4 separate regions of the Mus musculus genome follow, and regions 2, 3 and 4 are each linked to region 1. A link is a contact called in public HiChIP or PLAC-seq and promoter capture Hi-C data. All regions are on one chromosome and are shown on one strand. Each heading gives the region's core, a stretch centred on a gene start, on an enhancer-like site or on the middle of the called end of the contact. The rest is flanking DNA. Distances are from core to core; before and after follow the strand shown.

What was found. Promoter capture Hi-C pulls out the DNA fragments that hold promoters and counts their contacts. HiChIP or PLAC-seq counts read pairs in DNA pulled down with a chosen protein or histone mark. Capture Hi-C pulls out chosen DNA fragments and counts their contacts.
Region 2: an H3K27ac HiChIP or PLAC-seq map of microglia shows a contact between it and region 1, with 5 times the contacts expected there. The contact joins the promoter of Pigs here to the promoter of Abhd15 in region 1. A contact is called at or near these places in 3 of 39 promoter capture datasets (cranial neural crest, liver and pre-B cells), 2 of 115 datasets of contacts at active chromatin or transcription factors (microglia and pancreatic cancer cells) and 2 of 9 other capture datasets (adipose tissue and liver).
Region 3: a promoter capture Hi-C map of embryonic stem cells shows a contact between it and region 1, with 2.9 times the contacts expected there. The contact joins the promoter of 2610507B11Rik here to the promoter of Abhd15 in region 1. A contact is called at or near these places in 3 of 39 promoter capture datasets (cranial neural crest, embryonic stem cells and pre-B cells), 2 of 484 Hi-C or Micro-C datasets (both in embryonic stem cells), 1 of 115 datasets of contacts at active chromatin or transcription factors (microglia) and 1 of 9 other capture datasets (adipose tissue).
Region 4: a promoter capture Hi-C map of pancreatic islet shows a contact between it and region 1. The contact joins the promoter of Eral1 here to the promoter of Abhd15 in region 1. A contact is called at or near these places in 3 of 9 other capture datasets (adipose tissue, embryonic stem cells and pancreatic islet).

The regions. Positions count from the first base shown.
Region 1 is chr11:77,513,457-77,517,131 of GRCm38.p6, forward strand. It overlaps Abhd15 (abhydrolase domain containing 15), which reads left to right and starts at 1,661. Exons shown (of 2, transcript NM_026185.4): 1 at 1,661-2,596. The coding sequence starts at 1,743. It also overlaps a transcript of Trp53i13 not described here.
Region 2 is chr11:78,326,557-78,330,231 of GRCm38.p6, forward strand. It overlaps Pigs (phosphatidylinositol glycan anchor biosynthesis, class S), which reads left to right and starts at 1,866. Exons shown (of 12, transcript NM_201406.1): 1 at 1,866-1,952; 2 at 2,176-2,315; 3 at 2,419-2,530. The coding sequence starts at 1,919. It overlaps Aldoc (aldolase C, fructose-bisphosphate), which reads left to right. Exons shown (of 9, transcript NM_001303423.1): 9 at 1-1,225.
Region 3 is chr11:78,259,683-78,263,357 of GRCm38.p6, forward strand. It overlaps 2610507B11Rik (RIKEN cDNA 2610507B11 gene), which reads left to right and starts at 2,072. Exons shown (of 39, transcript NM_001002004.2): 1 at 2,072-2,235; 2 at 3,017-3,146. The coding sequence starts at 2,168.
Region 4 is chr11:78,078,748-78,082,422 of GRCm38.p6, forward strand. It overlaps Eral1 (Era (G-protein)-like 1 (E. coli)), which reads right to left and starts at 1,636. Exons shown (of 10, transcript NM_022313.2): 1 at 1,330-1,636. The coding sequence starts at 1,612.

The DNA of each region.
Region 1 (3,675 bases), core at 411-2,910:
CCAGGCCCGCCCCTGCCCGCCTCCAGGCCGGCGCACGCGTCCTGAACCCAAAGCCGGAAAAGTTAGTCGCCAAGGATCTCCTGGTCTCCAAGCCCATGGAACCACCTCCCTCGGCCGAGATGCGTCCCGGAGCGTTTGTGCGACCATCAGAGCGCAACTGTATCGCCTGAGTAGAATCTTGGAACCCCGCAAAGGGCAGGAAGTGAGATCCTTAAGGACCGGGTGACCCAGGTGGAGACTTGTGTGCTCTTTTGGCAAACCCGCTCAACACGGAATTATGAAATCCTAGCTGTCCCAGAGAGAAGGTCCCGGCTCTAGCGCTTCACCTTCACGTTGCTCCAGTCCTGCTCTCGCTAATAATAAGAACTGAGCCCCGAGCTGTTTTGGGAGGGTCTTAGGCCCAGAAGCCTTAAGAAGCCAGAGCTTTCTTGATTCCCGCTCTCCTTTGCCCAAGGAAACACTGGTCCGAGGAGCTACAGTGCTCAGCTCGGCCTCCCTTGCAAGGGAGCGCTGCAAAGGAAATCCAGCTAAGGATTGACGCCCAATCAAAAGTTTGAAACAGGCCTGCGAGATGGCTCAGTGGGAAACGGTGCTGGCCGCCAGCCTGACGACCAGAGTTTAATCTGTGGACCTAAGTGATTGAAGGAGGGACCTGATTCCCACAGATTGTCCTCTGACCTAGACACACACACATACACACACCCCTAAACAAATCTTTTTAGGTTTGAAATACATCAAAAAATAGTTATTTCAGGCCTCTCCCATGTGCCCGGACTTATTTCACCCACCCCTGCAGAAATGACCAGATGTTGATCTGACCTAAAGAACCACACTTCTCTCTACCAAAGCCCCACCGCGGGGCTAAGCATCCCTTAATCCTCTCCCTCAACATATTCGGCCAGACTCGAGCCTCTTTCCTTTCCTACAGTCCTTCTTGATAAGTAGTGGAGACGCCTAACTCTTGGAAAGCGTCCTTGGGGGTGGGCTGGGAAGGCCACAAGTGTCTACCGGCTAGTGCCCGGATGCCCTCCAGAGAAACGACAGCCACCTCCCTCAAACTCGTGGTCAGGGTCAGATGCTTCAGTCTGCCTCTGGCCAGGTGCAGAGTCCCAGCCCTACTGAGTTATCGCCCAGTTGCTGGTCCTGGCTGGGCGGCAGGGCCAGGCGAAGGAGAGAGAGATAACACGTCTCTAGCTGCAAAGGCAGCAGCGAGTGGGGAAAGTGAAGCCAGCGAGGGATCAGCGCTTTGCTCCCTTCTTGCTTTTTTGCTACTCCTCAATAGCGGATCCTGAGGGTGCAGTGACCCAGGGTCTCCCCTGGAGCCAGACTTCATTGAGGGCAAGGGTAGAAGCAGGCACCTCCCGTTCACCCAGGCCTCCAGCCTCACCCCCTCCCCAATCCTTTCCTAGCACTCCTTGTTCCGCTCTCTCTGGTTGGCCCTCAGGTCCTCGCTCCCGCTTTGTGGCCCGGCTCTCTTTCACCCTCTGCTCCAGCTTGTCGCAATCGCTGTACAAAGGGCTGGGGGCGGGAGTGGGGGGGCGGGCGAGGGGAGCTCGACCCGAACTGGCTGTCTCCTCCTGACCACGACCAATCCGGAGCGCGCGCGCCCTCCTGCTTGGGAGGACTCTTGACAGCCACGGGCGGCCGGGCGGAGCCGCGCGGACAGAACGAGGAGCCCGACGAGAGGACAGCTCCGCTCCCCGCAGCCCAGTGCCTCCCTCCGGGGACTGTCCTGCCAGGCCATGCCTCCGTGGGCGGCCGCTCTAGCGCTGCTACTGGCGGCGCTCGCCTTGCTCCTCCTGCGACCCTGGAAGCGCGCTGTCGGAGCGCGAACCTCAGTCCGGGACCACGAGGAGCAGGAGGTGGCGAGCGGAGGCCCCGCGGATCAGTTCAGCGACCGGCGCGAAGCGCTCCCCGGAGGCTGCAGCCTCATTTGCAAGCCGTCGGCGCTGGCCCAGTGCCTGCTGCGCGCTCTGCGACGCTCGGCGGCGCTGGAACCCAGCCCCCGCTCCTGGCTGTCGGGACCCCACCTGCAAACCTTCTGCCACTTCATCCTGCCAGTCGGGCCCGGGCCTGAGCTAGCCCGTGAGTACCTGCAGCTGGCAGATGATGGGCTGGTGGCTCTGGATTGGGTCATAGGACCTTGTGCCAGGGGCCGCCGGGTCACCAACCCTGGGAGCCTCCCTCCAGTGCTGTTGGTAATCCCCAATGCATGGGGACGCCTCACTCGCAATGTACTGGGGCTCTGCCTGCTCGCCCTGGAGCGCGGCTACTACCCGGTCATCTTCCATCGCCGCGGCCACCACGGTTGCCCGCTAGTCAGCCCCAGACTACAGCCTTTCGGGGACCCGTCCGACCTCAAGGAGGCGGTGACTTACATTCGCTTCCGACACCCGGCGGCCCCCCTGTTCGCGGTGAGCGAGGGTTCAGGGTCCGCGCTGCTGCTGTCCTACTTGGGGGAGTGTGGCTCCTCCAGCTATGTGACTGGCGCCGCCTGCATCTCGCCAGTGCTACGCTGTCGCGAGTGGTTCGAGGCTGGCTTGCCTTGGCCCTATGAACGTGGGTTCTTGCTGCACCAGAAAATCTCTCTCAGCAGGTGGGTAACGGGAACAGAAGTCTACAGCTCTGCCTGGTATGGGAACAGAGCTTTGTGGGTAGGTTGGGGCAAAGTTCTCACGAGGTTTCCAAAGCTGTTCAAACCCTATAATTGACATAGAGCCAGGAAAGTGGGTTTCAAAGCCATATTAGCCCCAGGGCCTCCGTTAGGGCCCCATCAGTTCATCTCAGTCGCAGGTGTCCTAGCAACCGGTGGTCAGCAGAGGCCTGCACCTGGCATTTACCACTTAGTCCATAGCTAGATAGGTCAACAAACAGGGCTCTGGAAGCAATTGCGGCCGATTATCTGTCCAGAATATTTACCTTCAGGCTCTGAGCCAGGAGGTGGCAGGAATGAGAGATGTACAGTCTTTGGTTTTTTTAAATCCTTCAATCTGACAGATGTTTTACATATTTCTAGGTGAGTACACAACACTTATTCCTGTGTTTGTTCTTTCTGAGTCAAGGTCTCATACAACTCTGGCTGCACAGCTGAGGGTGTGTGTCCCTGAACTCCAGACCCTCAGCCTTTGCCTCCTAAGTGCCAAAATTACAGGCATCAGACACCGCACACATAAAAAACAAAAACAAAAACAAAACCCAGATCTCCAGAGGGAGAACAGTTTTAACACCAGGCAAGACTGTCCCACAGAAACTACTTGAATGACATTTCCAGTCTTTCCTAAGAGATGGCAGAAATGAGGTCAGAGGCATTCTGGCAACAAATAGGAAAACCCAGGATATGGGATCAGGCCTGGCTGGGGTCAAATCCTGAATTTGCAGGGAATCAGCCAGCCCCTTTAAGGCTTGCTCCCCCTTCAGCTGAGTAGAGTTAATAACAACACCTCTGCAGGTGCTGTGACCATTACATGAAAGCACAGGACCCTGACTTGCCAACCAGAACTCTTTCTTTCTTTTTTTTTTTTTTTCCTTTGCTATTTTACCTCCTCCTATTTTGCAAAGGTCAAATCCTGAGGCTGAACGAGAGGTGCTGCCATGGCAACTCAGAGGTTTGCTCCAGGGACAGAGTACTCTAGTCTAGCTTAACTGCCTGCCATGGTTTTCACTTCAAAATGATCA
Region 2 (3,675 bases), core at 616-3,115, 810 kb after region 1:
GGGGACTTTCTAGAAGTCAGAACAGAACATGTGGACCTTTTTCCTGTCTCCACCAGCCCTTACAGTTACCCTTGATGGTATAGTTTGTCCTTGGGCTCTGCTTGCTAATTTTCTCTCTTGGGATCAGGGGGACGTGAACTCCAGCCCTGACTCGTGCTCCTTATGCTCTGAGTACATAGCAAATAAATGAGAGCAAAACACAGCACACCGCTCTGTCTGTCTGTCTGTTGCACATACCAAAGTCTACCTCCATGTGTGCGACCTCTTGCTGATCCTATCTCAGAGCCCCTCTGATTGTGGTGGTGGTGGTGAGGTGAGATCTGAGTTTTCCTGAGCTTCAAGTTTTGTGGAGGAAGGGTTCACCTGGCTCACCATCCCTAGCTCAGGCTCCTACCTGCTGATTTCCAAAGCTGGAGTTGTTGTTAGAGGGCCTGGGGGTGGAGAGGAGGGTACAGGTCTTCCAGGGACTGACACATTAAAGGATCCAGCAGGATGAGAAACTCCATTTTGTGCAAGGCTCAAAGGGGACAAGCAGGGATCAGAGTGGGCCAGTTCTCCTCCATCTCTGAAGAATGTGCACTTAGGTCTTTTCCAATAAGGAAACCTTCCAAGCCTCGGGGCTACAGAGCTGAGTGTCTAGAAGCTTGCCAAGGGCTATGACCCACTTCCATGTAGAGAAGGGATTCATCGGAGGGTTCTGGACTTGTTAGAACTGATAGGGCTTTGTGGTGAATGATTACCCCTGGGCTAGAGTGTGAGGTAGGGTGACACTAGACAGATGTGCACTGGAAAAGTCATTGATGTTCTGCTCTGTGTGGCCTGACCTTATAATCAAAGCAGCTAACTCAGCAATTTCCATATGCTTCTGCCAGGCACTGTTCTTCTAACCATTATTATATGCATTAACACAGCTCTGTAAAGTAGGTACCATTGTACTTTTCATAGGAGGAAACAGGCTTCAAAGAGAGGCTGAGAGGCTATTTAGGATTCGAACAGCAGGCATTACTATATAGAGGCTGTGCTCAGGAATTTTTCAATGAAGCATCCTCAATCGCTCGAATTGGAATCGATTTTTAAATCCTAGTCTATAGTCTCGGCTAGTTGGGAGGCTGAGGTATCAGACATTAGGGACAGGATCACTTTAACCCTCTGGATCGTATAGGGAGATCTGTCTCAACATTAACTAAAATAAAATTAATCACATAGTAGCCAACCATGCTAAAAAGTTACCGTTTTGTCAGTTTTATCTTTAAGCTTTGAAGAGCTGGTGCTCTGAAGAAAAGACCTATGTTAGAAATGACATTAGGGGCTGGTGAGATGGCGCAGGGGGTAAGAGCACCCGACTGCTCTTCCAAAGGTCCGAAGTTCAAATCCCAGCAACCACATGGTGGCTCACAACCACCTGTAACAGAGATCTGATGCCCTCTTCTGGTACGTCTGAAGACAGCTACAGTGTACTCACATATAATAAATAAATAAATCTTTAAAAGAAGAAAAAAAAAAAAAAGAAATGACATTAGAAAACTTTTCGGGAGTCAGGTTCTTGATAAGCTCGACTTCATTTAAGTAAATATTCCCCTTCCGCTGAACGTGGTGGTGCATGTAATCCCCTGCATTGGAGAGGGCCCAGAGTCCGAGGCCAGCCTGGGCTACATGGAGATTATCGCCTTCTCTAAACTGGCGTTGTAGAGCTAAACAGTACCAGGTGCACTCAATGAAAAGCCAGGGTCAGATTGAAAGTGTAGCCGAGCGCGTACCCTCTCACGGGCTCCGCCTGCGCACTGGCGTGCGTCAGCAGTGTTGCTCGTGATTGGCAGCGGTCGCGCACCGTGGTCCCGCCCCCTCATTCTGGAGTTTCCGATTGGAGAAAGCTCATGAGGCCCCGCCCCATCGGCGACCTGGGCAGCCGGAAGGGACCATGGCGGCCGCAGGAGCTGCGGCCACGGACCTAGGTGCGGTGGATTTCAGGTGGAGGGCGCAGTGGGGAGGTCTCGCGGGCAGAATGTGTGGGTGGGGCGCGAGAAGCCTGACAGCTCCCTCCAGCCTGGGGTTGGGGGTCCGCCACGCGGGAGCGGCTTGCTCGGGGTTCCCGGCCGCCCGCACTCCTCCACGATCCCGGTGTGGCGGGCATCGCACCCTAGTTCCCGCGTCTTAGTCGGCCCTCTGTGCCCTCAGAGGTGGTCCGGGGCAAGCGTTCCGCGCTTTTCTTCGCCGCGGTGGCCATCCTTCTGGGACTGCCGCTCTGGTGGAAGACGACGGAGACTTACCGGGCCCCATTGCCTTACTCAGACATCAGTGGGCTGAATGCTCTGCTGGTGAGACTGGGTGGGGAGAACCGGGGCTGGGGGACCGGGGGGCAGCCCAGCTGTAAGGTGCAGACATTGCTAAAGACCCCGATGCCCCTCATCCCTCGCGCAGCTCCGGCTCATGGTGCCAGTCACAGTTGTGTTTACTCGGGACTCTGTGCCCCTGGACGACCAAGAGAAGCTACCTTTCACCGTTGTGCATGAGCGAGAGATCCCTCTGAAATGTGAGTTCCCATGAAGAGGTGTCAGGGCTGCTTTTTCCATCTGAGCCAGGCCCAAAACCCAGAGTTGGAATGCATAGGAGGGGCGAGGGCGACTCATAACTTACTTTAAAATGTTTTATTACATTTACTTAGTGTGCGCGCGCACATGTATGTTTGTGTGGATGTCTGTGCTGTGGAGCATCTTGTGGAGGTCAGAGGATCACTTGCGAAAGTCATTTCTCCTCCCACCATATGGGTCCTGGTCTTGGGGATCCAACTCAGGTCATCAGGCTTGGTATCAAGAGCCATCCGCCTGCTTCCCCCAAATCCTAAGAAAAGAGATCTCCTTTGGAATGTTCACTTGGGGGTTTGTGTTAGTCTAAAGTACAGTGCCTGTCCTTATGACAGTGATTTATGTCATACGGTAAATTATGCCACCTTATCCTTAGCAATTGATACCCATCAGTGCATAGGGAAAGCAGGTTGTAGCTGAAAGAAAACGGGAGTTTGAAGTTACATCGGATGTGTATTCAGACCTTTGTCATTTTAACATCACACACTGTATTGTTAGGCACTTTGTTAGGTACCAAGAACTTGAGGGTGAATAATAAATTGGTAATATTTTAAAGATGTTTATAGTTAACATCAGAAAGAAAGAAACTAGCAAAATACTGTAAGGCAGGAGGTTTGGTCTCGTGGTGGAGTCACGGGAGAGCCTGAACTCCATTCTCACCTGCCGGGGAGTAGAAAAAGGTGCAGAAGGGCTTGGGCAATGTGATTTTTGAGGTTGGGTGTTTCTGGCTTTTTGAGACAGGGTTTCTTTGGGTAGCCCTGGCTGTCCTGGGTCTTGCTGTGTAGACCAGACTTGCACCACACCTGGCAAGGACTCTGATCTTTATTGGATGCATAATCTCATGTTCAGTTTTGTTTTTTCATCAGTATTTTTTTTTTTTTTTTACTAAATGATTTAGGTTTTATTTCGGTTTCATGTGTTCTTTTTTTTTTTTTATTTTAAATTACGTATTTTCTTCAATTACATTTCCAATGCTATCCCAAAAGTACCCCCCCCCTACTCCCCTACCCGCCCATTCCCATTTTTTGGCCCTGGCATTCCCCTGTACTGGGGCATATAACGTTTGCCTGACCAATGGGCCTCTCTTTCCAGT
Region 3 (3,675 bases), core at 822-3,321, 750 kb after region 1:
AAACATGACTTTTAAGTTTTGTTGCACACACAGGGTTAAGTACCATCAGAAAACTTTTTCACCTGGCAGTGGTGGCACACGCATTTAATCCTAGCACGTGGGAGGCAGAGGCAGGTGGATTTCTGAGTTCGAGCCCAGCCTGATCTACAGAGTGAGTTCCAAGACAGCCAGAAAAAACAAAAAGAAGAAAACTTTTTCCCCCAAAATTAAACTGTGTTTAAATATGCCTAAAATAAACTGCCTGGTGTCAGACTCCAGATTCTATAGTACATACCAATACCAGTTCTTTTTTATTTATTTTTTTATTATATGTAAGTACACTGTAGCTGTCTTCAGACACTCCAGAAGAGGGAGTCAGATCTCATTATGGATGGTTGTGAGCCACCATGGGATTTGAACTCCGGACCTTTGGAAGAACAGTGGGGTGCTCTTACCCACTGAGCCATCTCACCAGCCCCCCCAATACCAGTTCTTGAGTCCTGGTGAGCCTGATTCTGGTCTCGCCTTAGTTACATTGTTACTCTGCCACCCCTGCTGCATGCAGAGAGACCCCCAAAAGATGAATTCCAGTATGGAAATGTGTTGTGATGCCTCATTGACTTGAATTGAGTTCTTAGATCCTACCTGAACACTGAGAAACCACACTTGAACAAAAAGCTACAGATTTTGAAGATGAACCGGTGTGTGTAGTTTAGAGGATAGTTTGTGGATTTTGAGGATGGAAATCAATTCCTCGGGCCAGCAAGTGCCTTTACCTATAGATCCATCTCACAGGCCTTGAAGTTGTTATTTGAAGAGGCCAATCAAAAAAATCTGGAAGAATTATATGCAGATTAGGATCTGAGAACCAAGAACACAAAATACTTCATAATACCTTGGAACCATCTGGATTTCTTTATCTGGTACTGTGTTTATCTGGTACTGTGTTAGTAAGTCATTAGTCAGACACTGACTCATGAGAATAAGCATAACAGACCTTATCTACTTCCTTCATTTAACAATGAAGAATGCAAAATTCACTCTGGCTTGATTTGACCTTGAACTCTGTATTTCATGTAATTAAAATTGCTTCCCAGATAATCTGTAAAGGGTAAAACAATATTCACTATTTCTATATTTCACCCTGTTCTGGGTGGTGCTATACACAATCGCACAAACCTAAAAATACAGAATGGCTCTCCCCATGAAGGATGTTAGAAGATACTATCTGGCCCAGGCATGGTGACACATGCCTTTAATCCTAGCACTTGGGAGGCAGAGGCAGGCAGATTTCTGAGTTCGAGGCCAGCCTGGTCTACAGAGGGCTACACAGAGAAACCCTGTCTCAAAAAAAAAAAAAAAAAAAAAAAAAAGATAAGAAGATACTATCTGGAACAGTATTCAGACAGTAAACAAAGTTGGTTTCCTTGTGGGGTGAGATGATAGATAGCTGAGGTCTTTGAATTACCTCTTAATTTTCTCTGTAATCTTTTCAGACAGGATCACTTATGACCTACAGACACATAACTTTTGTTGTTGTTGTTTTGTTTTTTTGAGACAGGGTTTCTCTTTATAGCCCTAGCTGTCCTGGAACTCACTTTGTAGACCAGGCTGGCCTCAAACTCAGAAATCCGCCTGCCTCTGCCTCCTGAGTGCTGGGATTAAAGGCCTGCACCACCACGCCCGGCACCAGCCAGGCCGGCTCTTAATGGCCTAGGGAATGCGTTTTGGAAGTGGAACCTCAAAGTGGTAGAAACGACCCATCCTGGTCACCGCCCGGCGAGCTCGTGCGGACTCCGATCCCCCGCCCTCAGCGCGAACCCGGAGCTCCGCGGCGTGCCGCGCAGGCTGCGCTCTAGGTGTAGCGCGCAGGACCGCGCGTTCGCGGTCCGCCCCGCCCTCCCTCTCCAGAGCCACGCCTCCACTCCGCGCAAGCCGCTGGTCGGCCCTCAGGGCTCGCGCACGCGCGCGCGGGTTGGGGCGGGTCGGGGCGGGTCGGGGCGGGTCGTGGAGGGAGCCAGCCGGCTGGTCCACGAGCCGCCGGGGCGGGGACACGCGCGCGCGCACTAACGCTTCCTCGCCGTGCGTGTGCGTGCGCGGCCGAAGCCCGCCGCGGCGCTGTGCGGTTCCGGCGTCAGGGCCCGGCATGGCGGGGGTCGGGGCCAGGCCGGGCCGGACCCGGACCTAAATGCCTCTATTTCTCTCCGCGCTGTTGGTCTTGCTGCTGGTTGCGCTTAGCGCACTCTTCCTAGGCCGGTGAGGGGATTCTAGCCACAGGGTCGGGGGGGTCGAGGAAGACCGGCTGGAGGAGGCGCGGGTTGGTCGGGCGCCTTAGGCGGAGGGGGCGCGAGCAGGAGGGGGCGCTCAGCCGAGGCGAGGGGAAGCGAGGTGGGGGCAGGGGCGCTGAAGCATCTGGCTGGACCCGAAGCAATGTCCAGTCCGGGAACCGAATGTTTGCGTGTGAGGGAGGGGGCCTCCCTCGGTGGTCTCCCTTTCCTGCCCCGTTCGCCTCCGTGTCCTCTTCCCAGATTGCGAAGGGCACCTGCAGCCGCGCCCTGCAGAGAGGTCGGGAGGACTGGCTGGCTAGAGCAGAGCGGTGTTTGAGCAGTTCCGAGAGTGACCTCTGCCTTCTCGGAAACGGCTGCAGGGTGGGGACGCAGACAGGGACCCTCTAAGGAGTGTGCGATGACGTATTTAACACGACTGCCTTCACTTTGCCTTTTGAGGACCTCTTTTTACTTTGGGTTCCTAAAGATTTGAGGGTTTCTTTGTTTATTCTTTCTTTCTTTCTTTTTTTTTTTTTTTTTTTTTTTTTTTGACCTCTTTTAGAGGGTGAGTTTCGTTTGCCTAGTTTTGTTTGAATTTAGGGGCCCGTAGTTCTGGTTGTTGTGCCTAAATGAGTATGACTAGAGAAATATTTTAGGAAAATCGTAAAGTTCCTAAGAAAAATCCGGCTTCAGGATACCACCCCTTGCAAGGCCTTTCTAGAATCAAAAAGGGTAGAGGGTCTTATAATCCAACTGTTTTTTTTCTGCAGGTGGCTTGTGGTCCGGTTGGCCACCAGGTGGTGTCAGCGCAAGTTGCAGGCAGAGCTAAAGATTGGCTCCTTCCGATTTTTTTGGATCCAGAATGTCAGTCTTAAGTTTCAGCAGCACCAGCAGACGGTGGTGAGTTCCGGGAATTGCAGAGAGAAAGAGAGAGAGAGAGAGAGAGGAGAAGGGCGGGAGTGTGTGGTGTGTGTGTTGGTTTGGAGGGGGTTTCAAACTTTAGCTTCCTCCATGGGTAGTTTTCCTAGTTAACTCCACCCTTGTTGTTGTTGTTTTTGTTGTTGTTATTATTATTATTGTCAAGAGGATCTTAGGAGCTACTTGGAGGACTCTGCAATAGATGCCAGTTGTTTCAAGTGTTTATGGGACTAGATCTGGTGGTATAAACCTGTAATTCTTGTTTCTCAAGAGGCCGAAGCAAGAGAATTATAAATTCAAGCTCTGCCTAGGCAACTTAGTGAGTGCTTCTCTCAAAATTAAAATGAGCTGGAATAGTGGTTCAGTGGTAGAGCCTGGTATCTGCTGGGTCCTCTTTAGTATCTAGTACCAAACTAATGACACAGAGTATCCAGGGTATGGAAGAAAGATATGGAAGTAAACAGAGAAAGATTACAGGAAACAGCAAACTCACTGTTCTAATTTAAGAGAG
Region 4 (3,675 bases), core at 386-2,885, 570 kb after region 1:
GATCTGACTCCCTCTTCTGGAGTGTCTGAAGACAGCTACAGTGTACTTACATATAATAAATAAATCTTTAAAAAAAAAAAAAAAAAAAAAAGAGGTTTAAAAAAGAGTGGATCTCCTTTGAGACCAAGGCCAACCTGGGCTACATAACTAGACCCTGCCTCAAAAAAACAAAACCACCACACTAAATGATACCAAAGAAACGGCACTTTATAAAATGGATGTGGTGGCTCGAACCTGAAATCCCCACATGCAGGAGGCTGGGGATAGTGAGCTCCAGGTTATCCTGGTCTAGAGTGAAACTCTGTCTCAATGTCACCCTGAAAGAAGCATGGACTACAGTCTGGTAGGAGACTAGGCACTGTTACTTGCAATGCAGTATCATAAGGAGAGATTGAAACATTTTGCAGTACCTTCATAGCAGCATAGGGTACCACAGTCAGAGCTGAAATTTTTCTCCAGATCTTCCACCTCCACCTCCTCAGTGTAGGGACTACAGGCATGCACCATAAGGCCTGACTTAATTTAGGATTAAACCAAGTAGATAGGGCTCAAGATCCACGTATTGGGTCTATACTGCTTGATGAGGACTTGAGGACCTGGTAATGGCTTGGCAGAAGCCAACCCATTCTTAACTTTGAGAATAGTTTGGCATTTGAGCTTACTTGATCATTAGGTTACCTAAACTCTCTAAGTCTCTTGTTTTTTTTTTTTTTCATATGTAATATGGAATCACATTAACTATTTATGAATAACTTCTTTTTCAAAATGACAACTGTATGGGAGAAAAAAAAAACACAGGCTGGGCATTGAGGACTGAGGGAGACAACTTTGCCTTGACTAATGACTGACTGTAACCAACAGAGGGTCTAGGTTCTTCACATTCCTAAAACTCTTTATGTTGCTATATTTATTTATTTGTGTGTCAGTGGGAGCTTATGGTAGTTAGGGCAAAACTGTCTGGGTCTCAGTTTCCACCATATGAGTTCCAAGGACTGAACTCAGGTTGTCAAGCAACAAGAGCCTTCGTCTGTTTCACAGACCCTCACTTTCAAACTCTTTGACAGCCTTCTCCACTCGCCTCTCCTTGGGCTCAGGTTTATTTTTTATTAAATGAGAAGTTAAACTGCTATTTCTAGAGGCAGAGGGATTTTACTTACGATACATGATTTCCACTGCTAAAACCATCAGAGGCCGGTCATGGCCAACACCTGTAATCCCAACACTTAAGAGGCTGCAGCGGGAAGATCCGAATTCCAAGCTGGTTTGGGCTACACATCAAAACATGTCATAGAACCAAACACCTGTAACTAACATAGCTGGACCCTTTACCTCTGTGCACCGACACCGCGGGGACGCTCGGAACCAACGAACTGTCAGGCTGAGAAAATCCAAGGATACGGTCCAAGGCGGAGTCCTGACCATAACGACTAGAGGCCGAGGCCAGGAGGGGACCAGAGAAAGTGGAGCCCACGACACAGGACACGCACCTCGCCTGGTTACCTAGAAGACAGCCGGGCGGAGCAAGCCATTCCCTCCCTGCATGCGAACCCACCTGTCGGGCCCCTAACAAGGCCCGAACGAGCCCAGCGCAGTACCGCCTGGGGGCAGCCATTTTGCCGCAATGCACCCTGGTACCGATCAGAAGCGCGACGCGATTGGACCGAGAAGCCCACGGACCAACGAGTGGAAGAAAGCTAGATCGGCCCAAACAGAATCTCCATTCTACAACAAGGGATACCCTAGGAGGCGGAGGGAAAGACGGTATCCAAAGGCTAAGGAAAGGCAAAATTGTGCTGTGTTTCCTGCCTGAGTATAACAGTCGTCTTGGACTCCCAAACACATCATTTCTCCTCCTGCCAAAGTTGTGTAAAGAGCTTTTAAACCATGTCTTCCTAATGACATTCCTCGGGACACCATACCGCAGAAGCTCCTCTTAGCGGCTTAAGAGGAGAAACTCTCTTATTGCTAGGAGTGGGCGTGGGCATGGGAACGGGCTCTAAGCTTCATTTCACTAGATTTTTTTCTTTTTCTTTTTTAAGTGCTTTCTAGCCTCAACCCTGCAGGATCCTTTCTTATTTCCTCTTTTGCTGTGTTTTAGCTGGGCGTGGCAGTCTTAGGGTTACTATAGCTGTGATGAAACACCATAACCAAAAGCTACTTGGGGAAGAATGGGTTTTATTTGGCTTATATGTCTAGACTCACAATCCACTGAGGGGAGACAAGGAAGGAGCTCAAACCAAGCAGAAACCTGGAGACAGGAGTAGATGCAGAGACCGTGGAGGGGGATGCTGCTTACTGGCTTACTCCTCATGGTTTGTTCAGCCTGCTTTCTTATAGCATTTAGGAACACCAGCCCAGGTGTGGCACCACTCACAATGCCTCCCATATCAACAGTTAATTAAGAAAATGCCTACAGCCCAATCTTATGGAGGCAATTTCTCAATCGAGGTTCCGTCCTCTGAGATGACACCAGCTTGTGTCAAGTTATCATAAAACTAGTCAGCACAGGTTGCTTTGTGAAGTCTGCACCTTTTTGGTGTCTAGACCTCAGTTAAAGGGTGGTTCTGTGGTAAACATTCCTGTTGAGTAGCAGACTGTATTTACCTCTCTAAATATCAACTCCTATCTATTCTCTGAGATTAAAGCTTTTTTTTTTTTTCGAGATTAAATCTCGAGGCTCTGAGATTAAATCTTACTGAAGGAAAATGAGCAGAAGAAAAAAAAAAGCAGGTAGCTGTATGTGATGGAGCGTTCCTGTAACCCCAACATTTAGGAGGTGGAGGCCAAAGGATGAGGATATTGAGGGCCAGCCTGGGATGAATACTTGTCTTAAAAAACGGGTAAGGGGGGCTGGTGAGATGGCTCAGTGGGTAAGAGCACCCGACTGCTCTTCCGAAGGTCCAGAGTTCAAATCCCAGCAACCACATGGTGGCTCACAACCATCCGTAACGAGATCTGGTACCCTCTTCTGGAGTGTCTGAAGACAGCTACAATGTACTTACATATAATAAATAAATAAATCTTTAAAAAAAAAAAAAGATTTATTTAAAAAAAAAAAAAAAAAACGGGTAAGGGTAGGTTGAGAAACCTGGAAGATTAGATGTTGTCTTAATCCCAGCACTTAGTGGGCAGAAGAAGGATGATCTCTGCAAGTTAGAAGTCAGCTTGGTCTACCTAGTCAATTCTAGGCAAGTCAGAGATACATGGGAAGACCATGTTTGTGAATAAATAAAACAAAAATTTAAAATGGCGGGGGACATGGGTAAACTGGTGAGAACAGTTGCTGTTCAGGCTTGGTGAGTGAGTGGGTGTGGTAGTATTTTCTGGCTATACCAGAAATCTGGATACCAAAGCAAAGATTTCTGCAAGTTTGAGGACAGCCAGAGCTACATATCAATTGCCAGGCCATCAGGGTTACGTAGTGAGACTGTCCCCTACACTCAAAAGTAGATAAATTGCATACTGCAAAGTCAGCCAAAGAATACATACTAAAGACTTCGGTGTTAACAGATGGAGACAAATCCCAGGGCTGACAAAATTTTAAGGGAAATGAATCAAAGTGTCAAAGTAAATATTTGGTTTTTAAAGATTTATACTTTTTTTTGGTTTATTGTTTTTTCCAGACATGGTCTCACAGTCCTGGCCTGCCTGAAACTCATCTGCCTCTGACTCCTG